Regions from separate parts of the Mus musculus genome. Here region 1 is linked to region 2. The links are chromatin contacts, called in public HiChIP or PLAC-seq maps. All regions are on one chromosome and are shown on one strand. Each heading gives the region's core, a stretch centred on a gene start, on an enhancer-like site or on the middle of the called end of the contact. The rest is flanking DNA. Distances are from core to core; before and after follow the strand shown. Region 1 holds the start of Crot (carnitine O-octanoyltransferase). Region 2 overlaps Rundc3b (RUN domain containing 3B).

The links. HiChIP or PLAC-seq counts read pairs in DNA pulled down with a chosen protein or histone mark.
Region 1: an H3K4me3 HiChIP or PLAC-seq map of embryonic stem cells shows a contact between it and region 2, with 6 times the contacts expected there. The contact joins the promoter of Crot here to the enhancer-like site in region 2. A contact is called at or near these places in 14 of 39 promoter capture datasets (the 3T3-L1 cell line, 3T3-L1-derived adipocytes, the C10 cell line and 7 more), 1 of 484 Hi-C or Micro-C datasets (B cells), 16 of 115 datasets of contacts at active chromatin or transcription factors (the 230-238 cell line, the NIH/3T3 cell line, the SCID.adh cell line and 9 more) and 4 of 9 other capture datasets (adipose tissue, embryonic stem cells, liver and 1 more).

Annotation. Positions count from the first base shown.
Region 1 is chr5:8,995,203-8,999,161 of GRCm38.p6, reverse strand. Crot (carnitine O-octanoyltransferase) reads left to right here and starts at 2,016. Exons shown (of 18, transcript NM_023733.3): 1 at 2,016-2,058; 2 at 2,615-2,710.
Region 2 is chr5:8,486,540-8,490,893 of GRCm38.p6, reverse strand. It overlaps Rundc3b (RUN domain containing 3B), which reads left to right. Exons shown (of 11, transcript NM_001347311.1): 11 at 1-558. Among named protein-coding and RNA genes, the nearest start is that of Slc25a40, 66 kb to the right of the region's middle. Within about 2 kb of position 2,028, at least 35 of the 459 cell types and tissues checked have an H3K27ac peak or open chromatin away from gene starts, as enhancers often do. A contact at or near this core is called in embryonic forebrain, embryonic stem cells and neural stem cells, where this site is marked.

The DNA.
Region 1 (3,959 bases), core at 767-3,266, 510 kb before region 2:
TTGCCCTGGGGTCCTGGGTCCATATGGATCCCTTCATACACATAAATGAATGATTTTTTAAAGATTTATTTATTTTATGTATATGAGTACACTGTACAGATGGTTGTGAGCCTTCATGTGGCTGTTGCGAATTGAATTTTTAGACCTCTGCTCACTCCGGTTGGATACTCCAGAAGAGGGAGTCAGATCTCATTATGGGTGGTTGTGAGCCAGCATGTAGTTGTTGGGATTTGAACTCAGGTCCTCTGGAAGAGCAGTTGGTGCTCTTACCTGCTGAGCCATCTCTCCAGCCCGAATGATTTTTTATATAACTTTAATAGTCAATTTTAAGACTTGGGACAAGTTGTTGCTATAAGACATACTCCAAAAGCTTGCAATATCTTCCTCAGCCATCAAGATCTGTCTATCCTGAGCTAAGAAATACAAGCTTGTTCAAATTTAATCTGAGTGCTACCGATTTTAAATTTGACATTAAAATATCTATTATACATTTGGTAGAAAACATTTTCAGGACTCTGCTTAATTACAGTTTTACAGAGATGGTCATTTTTCTCACATTCTCCAGGTTCTACTGATTTTTTTCAGTCCCGAGGTTGTTTTCTTTTTATGAGAAGCCAAGATCTTCATGGAGACACCGTTTCTGCTTAACAAAACCAGGAAGAAGAGAAACTTGCAGCAGGGCTTGAATGTAGCTCAGTGTTAAAGACCCTGCATAAAGGCCTGGTTTGGTGAGATTACCAAACTCACAAAAACAGTGAAGGTGAGTGACCCTAAATTCTTTGCCACCAGCAAACATTCAATATGCGTAAACTTCTAAAGAGGTGCCAAAATTTTTTTTACTAAAAAAAAAAAAAAAAAAAAAAAAAAAAGACAATGAAGGTTTCTGAGAAATCCAGTCAGTCTAAGAATTCTATTTTCGAAGCATAATATAATATCCGGAACGGAACACTTACATACTATGAGGGGGAAAAGTTCTTTAACACAGTCACTTTGACAAGCTTAGAGAGATTATCCAGCTTGATTATGTAATACCTCCAGCAACGCTGTGCAGTCATGAAACATATTAGTAATTCTGCGGGAAACTCAAAAGGATTTCGGAAAGACAGCAGCTTTTAATATACTAATTTGAAATGAAGTCATTAAACTGTTGAATAACTTAACTATGCAGGAGCAGGTAAAATATTTTTCCTTCCACGAAAACAAAACAGAAGTACAAATAAAAAGTGTATATAAGTTTAAAATTGTATCAATTTATTTCAGGAGGTAAATGAAAAAAAGGGCATTGACCTGTGAAACTAAAAATACCTCATAGTCTTCCTCTAGGACGTGCTAGCTTTTTAAAAACGCAACTTCTTGGATGATAAAAATATTCAGGCAAGGCCAAAGCTTGAAGCTTGACCATCGCTAGAGACTGCAAGGGCTTGCCCTAGATGGCTGGGAGTTGGCCAAATCTTAAGTCTCAAAGAGGCGACGAGGCCAAACCGGATCCATTCGCCTGCTATTCTCTTGCCAGCACACAGGGTAGACAAAATAAAATGTCTCAGTATAAATTCTTAAATTTATATCTAAAGTAGTATAAATGCTTGCCTGGGCCATGCAAAGGAGGCTGGCACAAAGAAGGGGGAGCGACTGGGAAGAAAGAACACAGCGCCAAGCCCCTAAGAGTTCGGCGAAAAGCAGGCTGAGCCGTGGGCCTCCTTACGCAGCCACAGGGCTGTGCCCGAGAGTGGGTAGATCTCTGGACGGAGGCCAATCTCCCGCAGCATCCGGAAGGAAGCTGCTGTAGCGGGGACTGCAGGGCGCTTATCTGACTTTCTGCTGCGTTCCCGGGGTCTGCAGCCTAGGACGCCACCAGAGCCCGAGAACCCGGCGGGGGCGGGACCAGCAAGCCTCGACAGCCCACCCCTTCCAGCGCGGGGTGGGACCCTCGCGGCTTCCCGTCCAATCCCGTTCCCCGACGCGCACAGGGCGGGACCCTCGCGGTTTTCCGTTCTGGTCCGGCCTCAGGACAGCCCAGAGCCTGCAGGCCGACGCAGAGGGACAAGAGGGGCGCGGGAGGTGAGGATTCTGGGGCCGGCTGCTCGCTCTCCTTCCCCTCCCACATGGCGAGGGGGTCGAAGGGTATTGCAGTAGCAGGAAGCCGAGCTGAGTGCAGTCGGGCTGTGCGCCCAGGCGCCCCGTCTGGCGCGGGCGTGGTGCCCCCCCCCCCCCCCGAGCATCTTGCCCTTCTGGTTTGGGGTGTCCTCTCTCAGTTGCACCGGCCTCGCTAGAGTGCTAGAGTGCTAGAGTGCTTGATCGATTGGTTGGTTTTGCGTGTGCATGTTTCTTGGTTTTTCTCCCCTTGTCCTTATCCTCGGTGAGAAGCTGCCCTTGTTTTGGTGGGAGGAGTTTCTGAACTTTATTGCTTTCTGCTTCTGCTGCAACCTCCCCGCGGGCACCGGAAGGTTCCCTGTGCCCCTTGGGTCCATCTGATAGGCTGCTTGGAACATAGCTAGCTCTGTAGTGATATAAATCTCATGTCTAGCAGATGTCCGTTCTCTGTATTTCCAGCTTCTGTCACTATCCTCTTCTCCTTTCCTGATCTTTACTTGAGTGTATTTCTTCCTTTCCACAGTCACCAGGCTTGGCCAGTTCGGGTTCCCTGTGGTTTCCTTTCCGAATTGTTCAAGCAGGCTCCTGGAGGTCCTGAGCACTTCTTCGTGGTTTACTGGTATGTGACCCTATTTGTTTACTTCCTGGTTCTATTTTCCCACCTCTCTCGCGTTCACATCACCTTGCTTTCAGAAAGTCCACTGTCATCGTTTTCTTAATTTTATTGGAATCGTTTAACTAGTTTTATATGGTTGAAAACTTAAGACAACTCTTAAAGAATCTGTAGTCGGCTTAACCTTGCAGGGGCTAAGCACTGCAGCAGGCATAAAATTAGTACTCTGGTCTTCTTTGTGGGATCTGTTAAATGACAAGGAAGTGTAATGAGATCAGCTTGCCCGGCATGCTTGCATTAGTTTCCTATTGCTGTTACAGCAGACAGTGACATGTTTAGCGGTTAAAGGAACACAGACTTTGAGTTTCTGAAGATCTGAAGTCCGAGCAAGCTTAGCTGCTTACCCTGCATGGACGCACAAAAGGAGAGACCAGGGTTTCTGTTATGAGTTACTTTCTGAAGTTTTAGGGGGAGACTCCCTTTTCAGGTTCATTCGAGTTGGCAGAGTCTAACCCCTGTTCACTTGCATTAGGATTAATCCCATTTCCTGCAAGTCCTGTTTGTCTCTGAGTTCGTTAAGGACATGGATGTAGACACAGATCATTAAAGACATAGATGTAGACACAGAGGTGTGGCAGTATCTCTGCTCAAGCACTCAAATGATTAGGTTAGGTCCTCTCTATTTTAAGCCTTTTTTTTTTTTTTTTTTTTTTTGTAGGTGAAACCCAGTTGCAACCATAGGAGTAATGATGTTCTATCATAATGACAAGTTCTGGGGACTAAAAAGAGTAGGTAGGAGTTAGGTCATCATAACAATTCTGCCCATTATAGTCCATAATATAGTTGTTTCAGGATGAGTTGTTTTTATGGCATTAAAAAGTCTGATGACTAATTATATGGTTATACATGCCAAGATAAAGAGATTCAATTAAAGTTACTTGCCTAGAGCTGGGTGGGTGTTGGTGGCATATATTCCCAGCACTAGGGAGTCAGAGGCAGGCTGACCCATGTGAATTCAGGCAAGCCTGTCTGACAAAAGTTAGTTCCAAGCCTGCCTGGGGTATATAGTAATATTCTAACCCCCCCCCCCAAAAAAAAGACAAATTTTGAGGCTCAGTGAGATGGCTCATTGGATATTGACACCTGCAGGCAAACCTGATGACCCAAGTGTGATCCCCAGGACCCACATGGTAGAAAAGAGAATGAACTCCTGGGAGCTGTCCTTTGACTTCCCCGTGTGTGCTATGGCAGCCCA
Region 2 (4,354 bases), core at 779-3,278:
TGAGGACTTAGATGGTCATGAGAACATTGGGAATTTAGGCTGGCCGTGGGCGCACCTCTACTTTCCTAAGAAAGTCAAAGTGTTTACTGCTTTATCACCACGGCCTGCTCTCACCTGTCATTTATGATTTTTCAGATATAAAACCTTGGTAAGATCTTTTCATACATTTTTATAAAGTAGAAGGGAATACAAGATTCCCCAGTTGGTACACTTTTTCAGATCTGTCCGATAGAAGCACTAGTTTGTGACATATCCCTGCTGCGAACTGCGGACTGAGACATGACACCTGAGGATCATGGCTTTCCCTCCATTATTGGAGCTCTTGATATAAAGTTCATCTGCTACTGTGGAACCCAAGTTTCTGCAGTTGGTTTCGAGCTACAGGCAGTTTGTAACGCTTGCATGAGTGAACAGTGTCTCAGTCTTTAATTTTCAGTGGTACTGTTTATTTTTCAGAACTCCACAAAGAATGCTGGCTATGTCTATCTTTCCATCTGTATTTTGTTGCCTCGATGTACTATATTTGTTGCATGTATATTAAAGATTTTTTTAACCATACAGTACTGGTCTTTTTCCTTGACAAATATAGTTACCTGGTTCAAGTGTTTACTGAACTTCCATTTCAGCACATAGAATAAATATTGAGGACTAATTAAATCCAACACACTAATGGATATGATTGGAGAAAACCCTTCTGTTGAGATTGAATATTATACATACTTTTAAAATATTCCTTATATAGCACATGACATTTTGAGAGTTACTGACTACATATAGGACAATGGTCCCAAGTAACTGAGAGAAGTTGAAAAATTCCTATCCCTTAGTGACATCACAACTCTCTAATATAAAACTGACAGAAATTCTGATATATTCTGAATTTCTTATAATTCAAGAACCAAAGAGTAGAGGGAAAGATAAAGTCCAGTCAACTCGTAGTTTACAGGCAAAACCCGGACACGGTTATAGTCATGGCCTGGAAATATGTTAACATGTTGCCATCATGTGGCCATATGATGTAATTAAAATTTGTAGTAAAGAATATAAGGCACTGAGTATAAAACAGATGTCTCCTATATTCCTTTATTCATTTTTTTGAACCTCTCCAGGAGCACCAGGACTGATGTATAACGGACTTGGGGATTCTTTCCAAAGAGTCCTTCTCATCACAGTATGTATCAGTCTACATATCTATATACATGATATGTAGCGAACAGTGTATTTCCTGGCTTCCCCCACTGTGTGTTGTAACATAGATACAGGCACGGCAGAGAGTAGCTGATTTTTTTTTTTTTTATTAAACTCAGCCTAAACTGTGTATAAGCCCTTTTCCTGTTAACAAGGCAGTGGCCCTCAGAGTCTGGTGACATGTTTCAGCAATCTGGCAAAGTGTTCTATCTGCAGTAAGAATTGCAAATCAAATTATGTTTTCACATTCAATTTGCAAGTGTTTTCTGCAGATTTTTTTGATTTATGTTCATTAAGGAGACTGGACTATAGTTTCCTTTTTTATTATGTCTTCATGCAGTTTTGGTATCAGGTTGATTATGGTTTCATAAAATGAGTTTAGTAGTGCTCTTTGTTCTTTCTGACAAGATAAAGGCAACCAGAGACAATAAAACATTTAAATATATTAGATCTACCCCAAATGAAAAAATTCTTATTGTGGAAGCTGTATTCTGTAGCCATGAACCCCACAGTACACCCTTTTGTTCTTATTGTGGAAGCTATATTGTGTAGCTGAGTATCCCACAGTACACCCTTTTGTTCTTATTGTGGAAGCTGTATTGTGTAGCTGTGTACCCCACAGTACACCCTTTTGTTCTTATTGTGGAAGCTGTATTGTGTAGCTGTATACCCCACAGTACACCCTTTTGTTCTTATTGTGGAAGCTGTATTGTGTAGCTGTGTATCCCACAGTACACCCTTTTGTTCTTATTGTGGAAGCTGTATTGTGCAGCTGTGTATCCCACAGTACACCCTTTTGTCTCAGCAGCTTTACTTGCAAATGCTTTCTGCAGTGCATCTATTGGTCTGGTTCCAGAACTCTGGCTTCTGTTATACTATCAATACTGGAGCCTCCCTGGGACTCCTCTGGGATATCCTGTCACTGCCCTGTGTCATGGAGATCCTGTAGTTTTGGATTGCAGGACTGGCCCTTTCGCACTCTTCGACAGTTCATAGATGGGGTAGATGTTGGGGAGGGTCAATGTTAAAGTCCTGGATTTGGGCCTGGCTTGTAGCTGAGCTGGTCAGTACACCAGCTCCCCCATACTGAAACCACCATGGGAGAGCTCTCTGGCAGAACACTGACTAGCCCACCCAATGCTGCAGCCAGCAAGAGGCAGAGCCAGCTCTTCTACTCTCATGCCCTCGTGCCGATTCATCCCAACCCAGCAGGGCCAGCTCTGCTGTCCAGTTGAGGTGTGGGCTGCTCTCCCAAGTACTACACCCAGCAAGGGGCTGTGCCAACTCTCTTGTTCTCATGCTTTGGGACTGGCTTACATGTGACCCCTTGCAACCAAGGACAGCTCTACTGTGCTGACCAGGAGGGCCTGCTGAGTACTGCTCGGAGACAGCTCTCCTGCTCTCATGACCTTGGGGGCCAGCTCTCCCATCTTCCATAGGTGGTGAGGTGGGGGAGGGCATCTCTCCCTTGCCACAGCACCACACATTAGACAAGTGGCCAGGCCAGCTCTCCCACACTTACACCCCAGGACCAGCTCACTCACAACCCCCCAGCAACCAGGGCCAGCTTTGCTCTGCTCCCTGGGTGAGATGTGGGGCCCCTTCTCCTGAGTACTGCAGTTGGAGACTATGGACATCCGCCTGGCCTTTGGTGGGAATAGACCCCTGCTGTTGCAGGTCCATGAACTTAGACATGGCCCTGGCTGGCAGCATGGGCCAGGACCCCACCATAACCCCAGGTGGCATCACCAGCCACCCTCATCAGGCTGTTCTTCACACTCTCAGCAGTTCTACCTCCCTTCACTGTACAAACATCCCTCTCCCTCTCTGTCTCTCCACCACTACTTGCTCATCATCATAATGATGCCTGGGGCCTCTGTGTTTCTGGTGTCATCTCAGGAGTGTTATGTCCCACCCATTCACTGGACATGGATTGCCTAAGGCATGGACTACCCAGCCAGGCCTGCATGACACTGGCTGGGGGGTCTTCTCTGGTGTGGTCTGTCTGACTGGGTAGCATGGTACCTGACTGGCTCAACTTGCTTTTTATAGGTGTTCTGCATCTTGGTGTCCAGAGACAGGGTCCAGATTTTATTCCTGAGTCTTAGGCCTAGTGTTTTCTTTCACTGCGTTATTCAGTGCTTAAAGTTTCACAAAAGACAACTAACTAATGTCATTAAGTATTTTCTAAGTTCTGATGTCTTTGTAGTGTATTTGTACAAGACAAAGCTGAATTTGCCTGCTTTTTTTTTAATCCAGATGTTTTTATTACTGCATCAGCTCTATTAATTCTTATCTGTTTATCTCATTTGGATTAATTTTTGTAGGTCATATACATCTAAACATTCATCCATTTATTTTAGATCTTTCCAATTTAACAGAATATATTTTTAAGATCACTCCTAGTAATTCTTTTGAATTTCATTTGTATCTATCATAATGGCTCTCTTTTTCTCTAGTTTTATTATTCTGGGTCTGAAAATACTTTGGCAAATTTAGTCTTACTTAATTGATCAAATGACCTTGTAATTTTTATAATTTTTCATTTCTATTTCATCTATTTCTGCCCTGTTTTAATTATTTCTTTCAAACTGATTTTGAGTTTGGTCTTTCTGGTTTTTCCAGGTCCCTCAGGTTTGTCATTAAGATTTTGTTGTTGTGTTTTTATTTTCTTTTATTTCTGTAAATTGCTGATCTCTTTTTTTGATCTCTGCATTGACTGACCAATCTATCATTCAGTGGTGTTGTTCAGTCTCCCTGAGTTTGTGACTATTCTGTAGTTCCTCTTGCTATTAATCTGCAGTTCTAGTCAATTGTGGTCAGATAAAATACAGGAGCTTTTCCAGTTTCCCTCTATTTGTTAAGAGTGTGTACTCTGTCCTAATATATTATCTATTTTAGATAAAGTTGCGTGGGCTACTGAAAAAAATATGAACTCTTGAGTGTTCAAGTAGAATATTAAATAGATGTCTCTTAAATCTATGATATATGATCTCATTTAATTTATATGTTCTGTTTACCTTTTGCCTGCATGATCTATCAATTAATTAGAATGGGCTATCACAATCTCCCACCATTATGCTGCTGACTATACCATTGCTGGTGTCTTGTTTTATGACATCAGAGGCACCCACACTTGCTATGTAGATGTTTAGAATTGTAATGT